Linked DNA regions of Zea mays: region 1 is linked to region 2. The links are chromatin contacts, called in public Hi-C maps. All regions are on one chromosome and are shown on one strand. The core of a region is the stretch at or near the end of the contact, and the rest is flanking DNA. Distances in the headings are between cores, read along the strand shown.

Region 1 (6,416 bases), core at 2,509-5,008, 220 kb after region 2:
TAGGGTATACATGTGGAGACTGGGCCGGATTGGACCCAAAAGTAATTAACAGATTGAGCCCCAGAGTAGCTAATGGTCTAAAGCGCATGAAACATTGTGTTTTATAGTTTAGAACGCCAAAACGCGGTTTCAACCTCTAATTATAGTTTTGACGTTTAAACGTAATTTTAATAACACTGGAAAGTAGGAAAAGTATATACTGGGTTAACTAAAATAAATGAACCAAAATTTCCCTGCCATCTAATGGGCTGTGAGTGCAGAGTCTCTTCGCAATTACTTAACTACAAGGAAAAGGTGCACACAATATGTGTTCTCTGCCGGCGTTAGTTCCTGATGATTGTGTATCTCAAATTTGCAGATCCATGGAGGATCCAGTGGAATTGGTACATTCGCTATACAGATTGCTAAGCACCTCGGAATTAAGGTTTTTGTCACTGCAGGTTTGTTCGGGGTTATGGATATAATATAAAATCAAATGTTCCTGGTAATGCCCCGAGTAATTTTCTGTACTATTGTAGGAAGTGAAGAAAAACTAGCAGCCTGCAAAGCTTTGGGTGCCGATGTATGCATTAACTACAGAACTGAAGACTTCGTTGAACGTATCAAACAGGAAACCAACGGAAAGGGTATAACATCCCACCTGATTATTTTTGTTCTTTTACACTGACTGGTATATGGATGCTGATAGTTCGTTTTGTAGGAACTACTTCGATGCTCTCTTTTTTGGCAGCTAGTATGTATCGAGCATTATCATCAAATAGCGCAACATCCCTGACTGTAATCTGAAACTCACTACCAGGTGTTGATGTGATTCTGGATAACATTGGAGGATCATATCTCCAGCGCAACCTGAATAGCTTAGGTGTTGATGGTAGACTTTTCATCATTGGCTTCCAAGGGGGCATAGCAGCTGAAGTGAACCTGCAAGCTGTGCTTGCACGCCGTTTGACCATACAAGGTATTTTAGTTGCACAAGCCTGTAGGCAATGGCATCATCTGTTACATTTCAGTGATGCTCAGTAGGGATTTTTATGCCAGTTTGCTGGTCACTATGTTTTGTCAGCGTATAGGCAATAGCAACCAACCTCTACGTTCCTAAACGCCACTCCTATTTTTGCACTTGATTAAAATTTTCACATGGTATTTATTTATTTATTTATTTATTTATTTTTTTCCATGATTGTGTGCAGCTGCTGGACTGCGCAACAGAAGCCTTGCTAATAAGGCAGAGATTGTTAGTGAGGTGGAAAAGAACGTGTGGCCTGCTGTCGCTGCTGGCAAAGTGAAGCCGGTGATTTACAAGACGTTTCCGTTATGTGAAGCTGCTGAGGCTCATAGGTTGATGGAAGCTAGCACCCACATCGGCAAGATACTGCTGCTCCCATGACTGCACCTGTGGCGTTTGCGCTCTTGCTCTCGGAGGAGTCAGTTCAAAAACATATGCAATTCCTGAGACTGTGACAACCTGCACGGATGTTGTACTGGTGTCGCATGTCTTTTTTATATATATCTTGTAGTACTAGATTGGATCTTTTACCCCGAGAAATTATCTTGTCAATTGGATCCTTAAAGTGCTGATGACATTTTTCTGTGAGCTATGATATAATAAATCTGGCAGATAGAGCCACTACAGCACGTCAGTACCTGATGCCAGTGTACTGATGCAGTCTACAGATACTCGGGGAGGATATGCCGTGTATTGTAGCCTGATGACCCTGTGATCGATGGCGTGCGGATAACGATCGAGTTGCTGATTGCTGAACATGAGTTAGCACAGGAATTATTAAGTTTTCTTACCTTCTTAATAAGTTAATATGCTGGTAAATGAAATATTTGTACACAATAGGAAGTGCCCATGCTACCAATGGAAGGAATTGCAAGTATCGATAATACAATATGGATTATTAAGTTTCCTGCCAATAAGTATTGGCACGGTCCCAGATTTCAAACTTGTCACCATCTTTTTGCACCCCGGGTACAATGTATATCTACAGATAGTCAGGTACTCATGCAAACTGCCACTGCAAAATCACTCAGAAATTAGGAGCTTATAACCATATGGCGCCATCTTTTACGTTTTGACTTCTGCGCTTTGCATTGTCACCAATGAAGTTCCCACCGATCACTTTGGATGAACTGTGCAGCTCACCATTGGTATAAAGGACGAACACTATGGTCTATACACTATATATGTTCTCAATCATTTTCATATGCCAGTTCTCATTCCTAGAACTCAATCTGGTTTTCCTCCCTTGGTGTTGGAAAAAAATAGCTAATCCGCCAAAGAAGCTGAAAAACTCCTTCCATGTCCTTAATCTTGCATAACTTTCAATGGAGAGTGCAATTGCATTGCTGCCTCAGCGATTCAGTCTGCCTCTTCTGCAACTCGTTATCCTGCAGCAATGAGAATGATTAAGCGGGGTATACACATGTAGAGGACTAGAGGGAATTAAAAAATGAAAAGGAGCGAAGAGGAAGGGCTGGCAAAAAATTAAAGGTGGCCCAGGGTAGAAAGTGCATGATATAGTAGAGGGTATGTATTAAATTTGATCGCCCAGAAAAAAAAATACCTTCTGCAACAACTCAAGACGCCGGGCTGTGCCAGCTAATGAGGCCTTAACCTGTGAAGAGAATTCTCAAATGAGCGCCGTGGATGGAGTGTCTGAGGGGCATAGCCATGTACAAGTATCTGGTAAGTGAGAAATACCTTTGAAAGCTCATCATGCAACTGCCTGTTTTTCTCTACTTCTTTGTCATATTGCATCCTCCATTCGGCAGATTCATCCATGGCTTCTAGGTTTGCTTGTTCAAATTGCCTCCTGATGGTTGATGTGGCAAAAAAACATATAATAAGAGAAGCAAAGGTAAGGCTTAAGGTAACATAATGAATCAGCAAAGGATAATCTCTCGTAGTTGCTCTGACTCTTCCACAGCACAAGACGTGAATGACGGCCATGAAAATGTCCATATAATAAAGAGGTTGCCATATGTCAAAGAAACGAGATCAGCCTGGTTACAGGGACGAATAACTAATCTATGCCTGTCCAATTTCTTTTTTTTTTGTTAACAAAGGGAAAGGGGCTGTAGCCTAGTGGTTACAAGAGCTTTAACACCTCGGTACTAGTTTGACTCTCCATAAAAGCGAATTTAAACGGGCCTGCTTGAGGTCTCGTACCTCAATCGCAATGCCCTGGGGAGGTCGTACTCGGGGTCTCGGGCTGGTCGAGTTTTTTTTTTCTATGTTAACAAACAGGTAGTATGTATGACTTGGTATGAAGTGCTATAGATTACATTCGTTAATCCCTTTGGACCGGTTCTAATTCTAACATGGTGAATAATTCAGACAAATGATTAACCTGATTCAGACATTAGAACAAACACTTAAATCCATTCATAGTGCGATCAGAAGTAAGAGCAAGCATGGTTTGGTTCCTTCCCAAAAAAAAAAAAATCTGTTGATAACTCAATAAGATACAGGAGATTATAAATCGTAGGCGGGTGCAAAAGAACGAAGGCGGAGAGGAATTGGGGTGCGAACCGGAGCTCCTCGCGGTCGTCAGCGGTGAAGTAGGGGTCGCTGGACTGGCGGGCCCAGATGCGGAAGTAGACGGCGGTGCCCATGAGCAGCGCCAACGCGAATGCCGCCATCAAAGCCTGCCGCTTCTGCCGCCGCCCCATCCCTCCTCCTCCTCCTCCTCCTCCTCCTCCTCAGCCCCTCACAGGTCAGATCACCTCCGAATCCGAAACTCCGTCCACCTCTCAGACCCGACTCGAGCTCCGTCGAGAAGAGAGACGCAATGGACACGAAGCAATTGCCCCATCGTGGGCCGTGGGTTCCCAGTACGACGGGCCCATGACTTGACATAAAGGGTCCAATGTGTCGTCGGATCCAGCCTTACAGCCCATTTCGCACTGACCTTTTGTGGTGGGAAATGATTACACCGGCTACCACTGTTCATGTTAATAATCGGACAAATTTACAAACATCTATGATCTACCCAAACGATTTCGCCCGAGTTTATGCAAGTTACTTGTCAAAGAAAGGTTTGATTTTAGACAAACTAAAACAGCTAAATTTCTAAAGTGGAGGCATCAGCTATAGTTCATCAGTTCATGTCACCCAAGTTTTTCAACTGAACATTCACATCATCATATTTATATCCAGTAGGTAACACATGCCTTCCACCACTGCACTTTACTCGGCCACAGAATTACTCACTGATCCTGCAATGTTTCTATTATATACAGCTACACAGTACATGAACAACCAAGAACCATCTATTATATACTAGCTGCGGCGGAATGACGGAGGAAAACCCTGTTTTTATAAATCTCTGGGAACACCAGCAGCCAAGCAAGCTCAGACAGCCAGCGTAAACAGGAACTGGATTCACTCGATGCAGAAAGTAACTCCAAAAACCAGAGTGCGAAGCAGCTATTAAATCCTTCAACCAAAAGCCACCAACATTCACAGAATTCCTTGAATCTCCAGATTAGCCGTCCGCTTCGAGAACTCCATCAGCCAAATCTTCATTTTCTTGACCTTGTCATCCAAGAACCTGGCACCATCCTCCTTCAAGAAGAACACCAAGAAACGGTGCAGGCCTACAGCGGCAGATGAGACCGAGATGAGGAACACGTTCCAGCTCACCCTAATCATCAAGACGGGCTCCTCTCTCAACTCCCTCACAAACTTGGTGAACATGAGCTGAATCCTTCGGTCTTTTACTGCCGCCTGGAGTACCATCAGGGTCGATGGTTCTTCAGCCAGCACCAGATGTCCCTCGTTCTTTCCTGTGGTCATGGGCGTCTGGATCTTGGTCTCCATAACTCGTTTCAAGCCTGTGGCACTCAACATCCATTGGTAGACAACATCCGCAATAACCTTACTAAGGAGCACCCGGAACATCAAAGCATCTCTGGAGATCAGATCACGGGCAAGAGATTTTGCATTCTGCACAATAGGATTCGGAGTGAGCTAACTACGTCAATCTCAAATGTCGGTCAGGTGGGCCGTTGCTACAACACAAGTAAAGAAGTGTGCAGATAAGATGTGATACATACCGCTGTCATAATAAGTCTCCTAATCACAATGCTCTCCTTAGATAATAAAAGCCTCACACACAGGTTTGCAGTATGCAATGCTCTCTCTGGTGTAGCTATAGCACGGTCAAGTGAATATGCATCACTGATCTCCACAAGGCTAGCCACATTCATGGACTTCATGTCAGGCTCTGGCAAAACTTCACTGTTATACTTGAAGTTGGTCCTTCAAACATGAAAATAACATAAGTGGGCAGTGGGCACAGTGGCGGAGGACAGAACCAAATTAACGTATGGCGAAGTTGAAACTGTGTATGACAAAGTAAGAATCGAGACAGGTAGAATCAAATGCGGCAATGAAGTAAAATAGTGGATAGAGCATTGCAAATTGCAATACATGTCTCTCATTTGTGTATTGACATTGCTCTTTCCGTTTGGATCCATCATTACTCAATAACTTTCACTAAATCACCGAGCCTCCTGAATTTACCAACTAGTGAAATATAAGTAGCAACTACAAAAATGAACTGGAACTTCACACCATGTGGCTATTTGCTACTCGAGTCAATTGCATGTGTTACTTGCTATCCTAGAGCATTTAGGTGCTGGTGCTAACAGCTGCAGCTCTGCTAGCATGATGGATGACTTCTGCTCGTGCTTGCCCTTGCCCCTTGGGCTCTGGCCCCTGGCTGCACGTCGGCAAATCTCCGCGCGCAGCATAGTTCGGCTCGACTCCTCATCTAGCTTACATGATTCAGCCTTTGGAAGCCCATTAAGTACTTAGCGTATAGAAGCCCATGCTGGCCCAGCTCCAGATACTTGCTTCATTCCGCATGCTATGGCGGACATCGGAGGAGAGCAGCCGGTCAGCGATTTTCTAGGATTGCTCATGGAAGAATCAAGGTATGGCAAGCGCCATACATCGCCATACTGGGTCCTCCTCCCATGAGTGGGCATGTAAGTATTACAAAGAACTGTCTGTTTGCTTGCCAAGTACGGTTAGCAGTTGGCACATGCATATCATCCTTCAATTCAACAAAACTAAGCATATAACATCTTCCAAGCATTTTGTTCTACCTATTTTCCTTACCTAAAAAAAACAAGAGTTTATGCTCCCCTACCTTTTAAACTATTTAGTTTGAAAATGGGTAGACTATTAAGAATATATTCTAGAAGAAATTGGTGGTAAAAAATATACATCAAAGGCAGTGCAAAGCCAAATGTGGTAAGTATTTTTGACCGAGGAAATACTTTACTAACCAGAAGATATCACTATCACTAACTAATAATTTAAGAGGCAATTGAAAGAACCAACATATTTTTAACAAACCAAACCAATTTATAAAATAAAGATAAGAGCCATGACACAAACC
Region 2 (6,461 bases), core at 3,412-5,911:
CGCGCCTCCCGTTCTCCCTGTCTTTTTTTTTCCATGTACTGTAGCAGCGGCGCTTCCTGCTTCTTTCTTCTTTCTTTTTTGTTTGCCCCCTTTCCGGAATTGATGTCTTGAAAGGGAGACGAGTCGAGTAGACGACGGGTCCCTTTACATGTATATCAGAATCAAAGCAAAGAAAGCAAGTGCTGGTAGTGAGTGGTGCACGCACACGCGGCGGTAGCGTTGCGTGGATCCATCGTTTCAGTTCAGTGGCCAGGGGCGGGCACACCGCGGGGTTGGCCAATCATCATCAAAAGGAATAGAATTCTCGTGCTGTAGCTGATGTATACACCCGATTATAGATGTCCAAACAGTGCGGGCTGCCCATTTGGCACGCAGCCCGGCACGTTTTTGGCCCGGCCCACGCACGGCACGGCCCGATCCGCGTGCCGGGTTTGGGCGCCATAAGCGGCCCACGTGCTTTGGCCCGGCCCGGCACGGAAAGTAGGCCGGCCCGTTAACGGCCCGCGCCCCATCTCAGGAAAACCTAACCCGCGTCCGTATCCCCCCCCCCACTCGCGGACTCACCCAGGTCGCCACCCTCATTTCGACGCCCCGTCTCCTGACTCCCGAGTCCCACTCCTCCCGGTTGTGCTTGGCGATTTTCGTGCTCCCGGCGGCTGCCCGTGCCTCGCCGTCGCCCTGCTGCCTCCTCCGGTCCTCCCACCGTCGACGGCCGACGACGCGCCACCTCCGACGTCTCTGGTGCTCCCTGACTCCCTCTCCTCCCTCCCTACGTCTCCCTGTTCCTAACCCTAACCCTAATCCCATTCGGATCTGGTGATTGGTGATACCCTAACCCCCAATCCCATTCGGATCTGGTGATTGGTGATGCTCGTTCATCGTTGGTGCTCCTCGCTGGTCGGCTGGTGCTCCTCGCCTCATCGGATCGAGTTGTAGCTTCACAGCTGGACGGCTGGTGCTCCGTGCTCCTCGTTGGTGCGTGATTCCCTTCCTGGCTTACTGATTCTTCTCTGTCTCCGGTCCGCCGGTCCGGTGGTCCGCTGCTCTGCGCCTTGTATGGTCACTGGCTCACTCCTCGCTGCCTCACTGGTGCAGTAGTGCCCCTGCTGGCTGCTTGGACATCTATAATTTTGTTCTGTTTTCATTTTCCTCCCATTCTCGTCCTCCTTCTATTCTAACCTGTCCGGTTGCCCGACTTTCTCTGGTGCTCGGCTGGTCCTTGCTTGCTGTTGCTGGTCGGTCTGCGCCTCTGCTCGGCTGCTCCTCGGACCTTGGCTCCGTTCCGTCGTCTCTGGTGCTCCGGCTTCGAAAGGTATGTTTAATTTTAGCATTTAATTCTTGTAATCATGTGGATAGTTGCTTTGAACCTTGTCACTGGCTCACTCCTCAGTCAGTCAGTCCTCACTGCCTCCATTTTGTTGCTTTGATTTGAACCTTGTAGTCGTTGAGGTAGCCGGAGCCGATTGTACGTTGTAGCTCATGGACCTTGACGCGGTAGCGGCTGCAGAGGAGGAGGAGCGCAGGCTCGAGGACTTTAATGAGGCTGAGGATGCTAGGTTCTTCATTGGTTTCGGTGAGAATGAAACCCATGGAGATCCTATTCATATCGATACTGTCGCTGGCTCTGCAGTAGGGACTGGCACAGGCTCCACAAGCCTGCCAGAGTTAGTCCCTGATCCTGATGCTGGTGGAAGCAACTCGCACTCAAAGAAAAGGTCCAAGTGCTGGAATGACTTTGATGAATTGACTAAGATTGTGGATGGCAAAAAAGTCAGGTATGCTGCTCGTTGCAAGCACTGTAAGCAAACTCTTAGTGCTCGTTCTACTTCTGGTACTGGTCATTTGCTTCGTCATAATTGCCCTGCTAAGAAAGCACATGAACGCTCTGGGCAAGTCCAATCTGTGCTTAAGTACAATGCTGACGGTACTTTGCAACGTTGGGAGTACTCTGCTTCTATTGCTAGGACTGAACTATGTCGTTTGATTGCTAGGGATGACCTTCCTTTATGGCATGGTTCTACTCCTGCTTTTCAATGTTATATCAATCGTTCTCATAACCCTAGATTTGTGCATGTTTCTAGACAGACCACTGCCAGGGACATGGTTAAATTTTATAATGAACGTATGGTGAACTTAATTGGAACTTTTAAAAATGATGTTGGTTCTGTTTGTCTTACTTCTGATATTTGGTCTGGCAAGGCAAAGGAGGATTACTTAAGCGTAGTAGCTCATTTTGTTAATTCTAAGTGGGAATTAGAAAAAAGATTGCTTGCACTTAGGCTCATTGATGGCAAGCATAGTGGTGCTAACATTGCTAATCTTGTAGCTACTGTTATTGATGAGTATAGTTTAACTGAAAAAGTGTTTGCTATAACTTTGGATAATGCTTCCTCAAATAATGTTGCCATGAAATTTCTAAGACCTTTCTTGTGTGGTTACCTTGGTGTACCTGTTCCTGATAGTAGCCTTGGTATTGATGCATCTGATGATGATTTGTCTACTATGTTCTTGCATCAACGTTGTTCATGTCATGTTATTAATCTAATTGTTAAAGCTGGTTTGGATCCTATCAGAACATATCTTGATGACTTTAGAACTACTATAACATTTTTAAATGCATCTAATCAACGTATAGCTGCATACAAAAGCTATTGTATGAGTATGGCTATTCGCCCTCGTAAATTTGGTGTTGACATGGATGTTAGATGGAACTCTACCTATTTAATGATTAAACACTTGTTACCACACAAGTCCACCTTCTCTGTTTTTATCAAAACCCAGTATCCTTTGAATGAAGATGGGACTCCTTTACTCACTGATAACCATTGGGCAATTGCTGAAAAAGTGTTATCTTTCTTAGAATTATTTTATGAATCAACAGTTGCATTGTCTGGTGTCTACTATCCAACTGCTACTTTAATGTTGCATCACATTCTGAGGATAGCTAGACATCTAAATGCATTTGAGAATGATATATTGCTAAGATGTGCTGTTGTTCCTATGAAAGATAAATTCTTGAAGTACTGGAGAGACATTCCAATTTTATATGCAGTTGCTTTTATTTTGGATCCTAGAGCTAAAATGAGGGGTTTTAACAAAGTCCTTATCAAGTTATCTAGTTTAACTGGTACTGATTACTCTAGGCTTCCATTTGATGTTCGTACTAAGCTAACCAAAGTATTTCAGTTGTATGAGACCAAATTTGGTGACACACGCATGCGTGGCGCCCACCAACCATCATCCCACTTATCTGGTAAGAAAAAAATGGCATGGGATGACATTTATGGTGATGATGACCTTGATGGTGAGTTCTCTACTCCTCTGGGAAGGAGATCAGGTTCTTCTTCTTCAACCCCTCAAGCTATCTCTACTGTTGCATCTACCTCTGAGTTAGCTTCTTACTTAGACAGTGATACTATCACTGAGTTTGATGAGGACTTCAATGTCCTTTCTTGGTGGCATCAGCATAAGTTAACTTATCCTATTCTTTCACTACTAGCTAAAGATGTCTTGACAGTGCCAGCTTCTACTATTTCCTCAGAGTCTACATTTAGTCTTGCTGGCAGGGTAATTGAAGAGCGTCGACGTCGTCTAGCTCCTGATATGGTAGAGATATCATCCTGCGTCAAAGATTGGGAACTTGCTGATGGTCACCTGCAACACAGTGTGGAGGAAGACACAAAAGAACTTGAAGATGAGCACGACAACCTGTGGCTTGATGATCCAGCAACACAATCAGCTAGGGATGATTGAAATGCTTAGTCTTGCAACCTACTAGTCTTAATGTCTTATGAGTTGTAATGGACTGTACACTGTAATGGACTGTAATGATTTATAAACTTAGGAGCTGGGCCGCACTCTTTTTTCCTTCTTAGGGTTTTCTCACGAGGTGTGAGTTTTTACCTAAGAAGGTTTTTAATGAGGCGGCCATTGCACTAACAGCTCCAAATAGTCATTTCATATCTGTGTTCGTGTAATTCTGTGTGAATCAATGTGTGTGAATCCTGTGGTTAATTCTGTGTAAATCTGGTATTAATTCTGTGTAAATCTGATATGTACATGTATTTAGTTCTGTTATTATGTATTAGTTCGGGCCAGTGTAAATCTGATATGTACATGTATTTAATTCTGTTATTATGTATTGGTTCGGGCCAGTGGTCGGCCCGGTACGTTCAGGCCCACCGGGCGAACGGGCCGGCCCGGCACGATTTATACCTATGCGTGCCGGGTTTGGACATGTCCCTAGGCACGTGGGCCAGCACGACCCGGCCCGAAGCTTCAACGGGCCGTGCCTGACCCGGCACTATTCGTACCGGACCGAAACGGGTTCGGACCGGGTCCGTGCCGGGTGGCCCGTTTGGACATCTATACACCCGATTACCCTAGAGCTGGTATTTTCCGAAACGCCGATTCTGTGCTAAACTGGTTCTATATGTACAGACAGCGTGCCTGACAGTAACGTTTTCCAAGCACGTACTCCTCCTGGCTCTTGTTCTTGACTGATTGTCAGCATCAACTTTCTTTCAACGAGACCCTTTGAGTTTCCTCCAATCACGGGCACAACATAGAACAAACGAGCAAATGCTTTTATCCCCGGGAAAAACAAGCAAGTCAAGCAACAAACAACAGCGCAGGCGAGCATCCGAGCACCACCCGCCTCCCAATTCCAGTTGTCTTCCTTCCCCGTCCCCGGACGTGCCAGCTCAGCTCGAGGCCCCGCCTCCTCCGCCGTTCTCTCCGATCCCCAATTTTAAACGCCCCCCCTTCTCTCTCCTGCCCACTCGCCTCCCTCCCGGTCCCGGTCCCGGCCTCCCCCCTCCCCCTCCGCTCCCCCCAACCCCAGAACATCCGGCGCTTTCACCCCCCTTCCCCTCCCCTCCCCTCGTCCTCCGCGATGGCGGCGTCCATGGCGTCGCCGCGGGGGCGGTCGATCCGGGAGACGGTGCTGGAGACCGTGGCGGCGTACCACCAGCAGCAGCGGGCCAAGGGGAAGCTGCGCAAGAGCCTCACCTACGCCGGAGGCGAGCTCTCGTCCGCGGGCCGGGCCCGCGGGGACGGCCCCGCCTCCACCTCCGTCTCCTCGCTCTGCGGGCCCGACGACGACGACGAGCCCTTCTGGGAGGAGGAGGAGGGCACCGTCGAGCTCGTCCAGCTCGGGGCCAACCGCGCTAAGAACGTCCTCATCCTCATGAGCGACACCGGCGGAGGCCACCGCGCCTCCGCCGAGGCCATCAAGGACGCCTTCCGCATCGAGTTTGGCGACGAGTACCGGGTGGGTGGGTGCGCGCGCGCTCTCTCTCTCTGTTCATTCATCACTCGTGCTGTCCTCCTGCACCACGGCCTCTCCTCGACGGCGGATTTCGTAATCACCATCAATCGTCTCGTCTGCCAGGTCTTCGTCAAGGATCTGTGCAAGGACCACGCCGGCTGGCCGCTCAACAACATGGAGAGCTCCTACAAGTTCATGGTCAAGCACGTGCAGCTCTGGAAGGTGGCATTCCACAGCACCTCGCCTAGATGGGTCCATAACTTCTACCTCGCCGCTCTCGCCTCATTCTACGCCAAGTAAGGAAGGACACACGTATAATTTCTCTCTAGTGTTCCGCAGCTCAACCAGATTTGGTGACTGGACGCCGATTCGTCCTTTGGAACGTCTCCCTTGTTCTGTTCCATCCTCTCTGCATCGGGATTATAAACAACACGATCATTTGTCGTCTGTGGAGTATCCACGTTGCTGTTGTTGGTGGCATACTGCACATTGCTCACCTAATCGCCTAATTTGTCTAATGGACCCAGCAATTTTGTCATCATCGTGTACGCTTTTTATTATAATGTCGGATCTCAACGCGTGACTCTGTGCCAATAATTTTTATAGCCCTCAGCCCATTCTCTTGAGTGCACTCAACGAATTGTGAGGTTGGACCTTGTCTATGGATGCTCAAATATCCATGCTGAAATCACTGTCATTCATCGTATGATTTTGCAACTCAAACTCAATTTCAAATAGACTGTCACTGAGGTGAGAGATACCACAGTCCTATCTAGCCACTTGGTATGGGCTGCCAGGGTGTAGGACAAGGGCATGATGAAGAATCCCAACAAACTAATTAGTGCCATGTGCTTCAGGGTACGAAAACTGATGGCCACTCTGGCACCAGATGGATCTGGCTAACATTTGCATACTTGGGGACTTGGGGGTTGGGGTGACTGTAAATCTGTAGTTCATTGCGGTGCTGCCATTCCTTGTGCAGCATTTATCTTAACATGTGTCCTTTCAGAATGGTCAGAATTTGCTTTCATATAATTGTTTCGTTGTTTTTTATATACCATGATCACGGGGTTGGGGTGGCTGTAAATCTGTAGTTCATTGTGGTGCTGCCATTCCTTGTGCAGCATTTATCTTAACATGTGTCCTTTCAGAATTGTCAGTATTTGCTTTTATATAATTGTTTCGTTGTTTT

What was found. A called contact is a pair of places that touch in the nucleus more often than the background predicts.
Region 1: a contact with region 2 is called in a Hi-C map of ear, with 2.8 times the contacts expected there. The contact joins the promoter of LOC100277099 here to the promoter of LOC100281388 in region 2. A contact is called at or near these places in 2 of 25 Hi-C or Micro-C datasets (ear and tassel).

The regions. Positions count from the first base shown.
Region 1 is chr5:222,911,252-222,917,667 of Zm-B73-REFERENCE-NAM-5.0, forward strand. It overlaps LOC100277099, which reads right to left and starts at 3,759. Exons shown (of 4, transcript NM_001150760.1): 1 at 3,539-3,759; 2 at 2,708-2,819; 3 at 2,571-2,621; 4 at 1,941-2,394. The coding sequence starts at 3,678. The coding sequence ends at 2,329. LOC100502250 reads right to left here. Exons shown (of 17, transcript NM_001363238.1): 15 at 6,416; 16 at 5,065-5,269; 17 at 4,098-4,954. The coding sequence ends at 4,469. LOC100284272 reads left to right here. Exons shown (of 6, transcript NR_182047.1): 3 at 359-440; 4 at 519-626; 5 at 701-958; 6 at 1,191-1,735.
Region 2 is chr5:222,686,352-222,692,812 of Zm-B73-REFERENCE-NAM-5.0, forward strand. It overlaps LOC100281388, which reads left to right and starts at 4,662. Exons shown (of 8, transcript NM_001154306.2): 1 at 4,662-5,272; 2 at 5,393-5,565. The coding sequence starts at 4,895.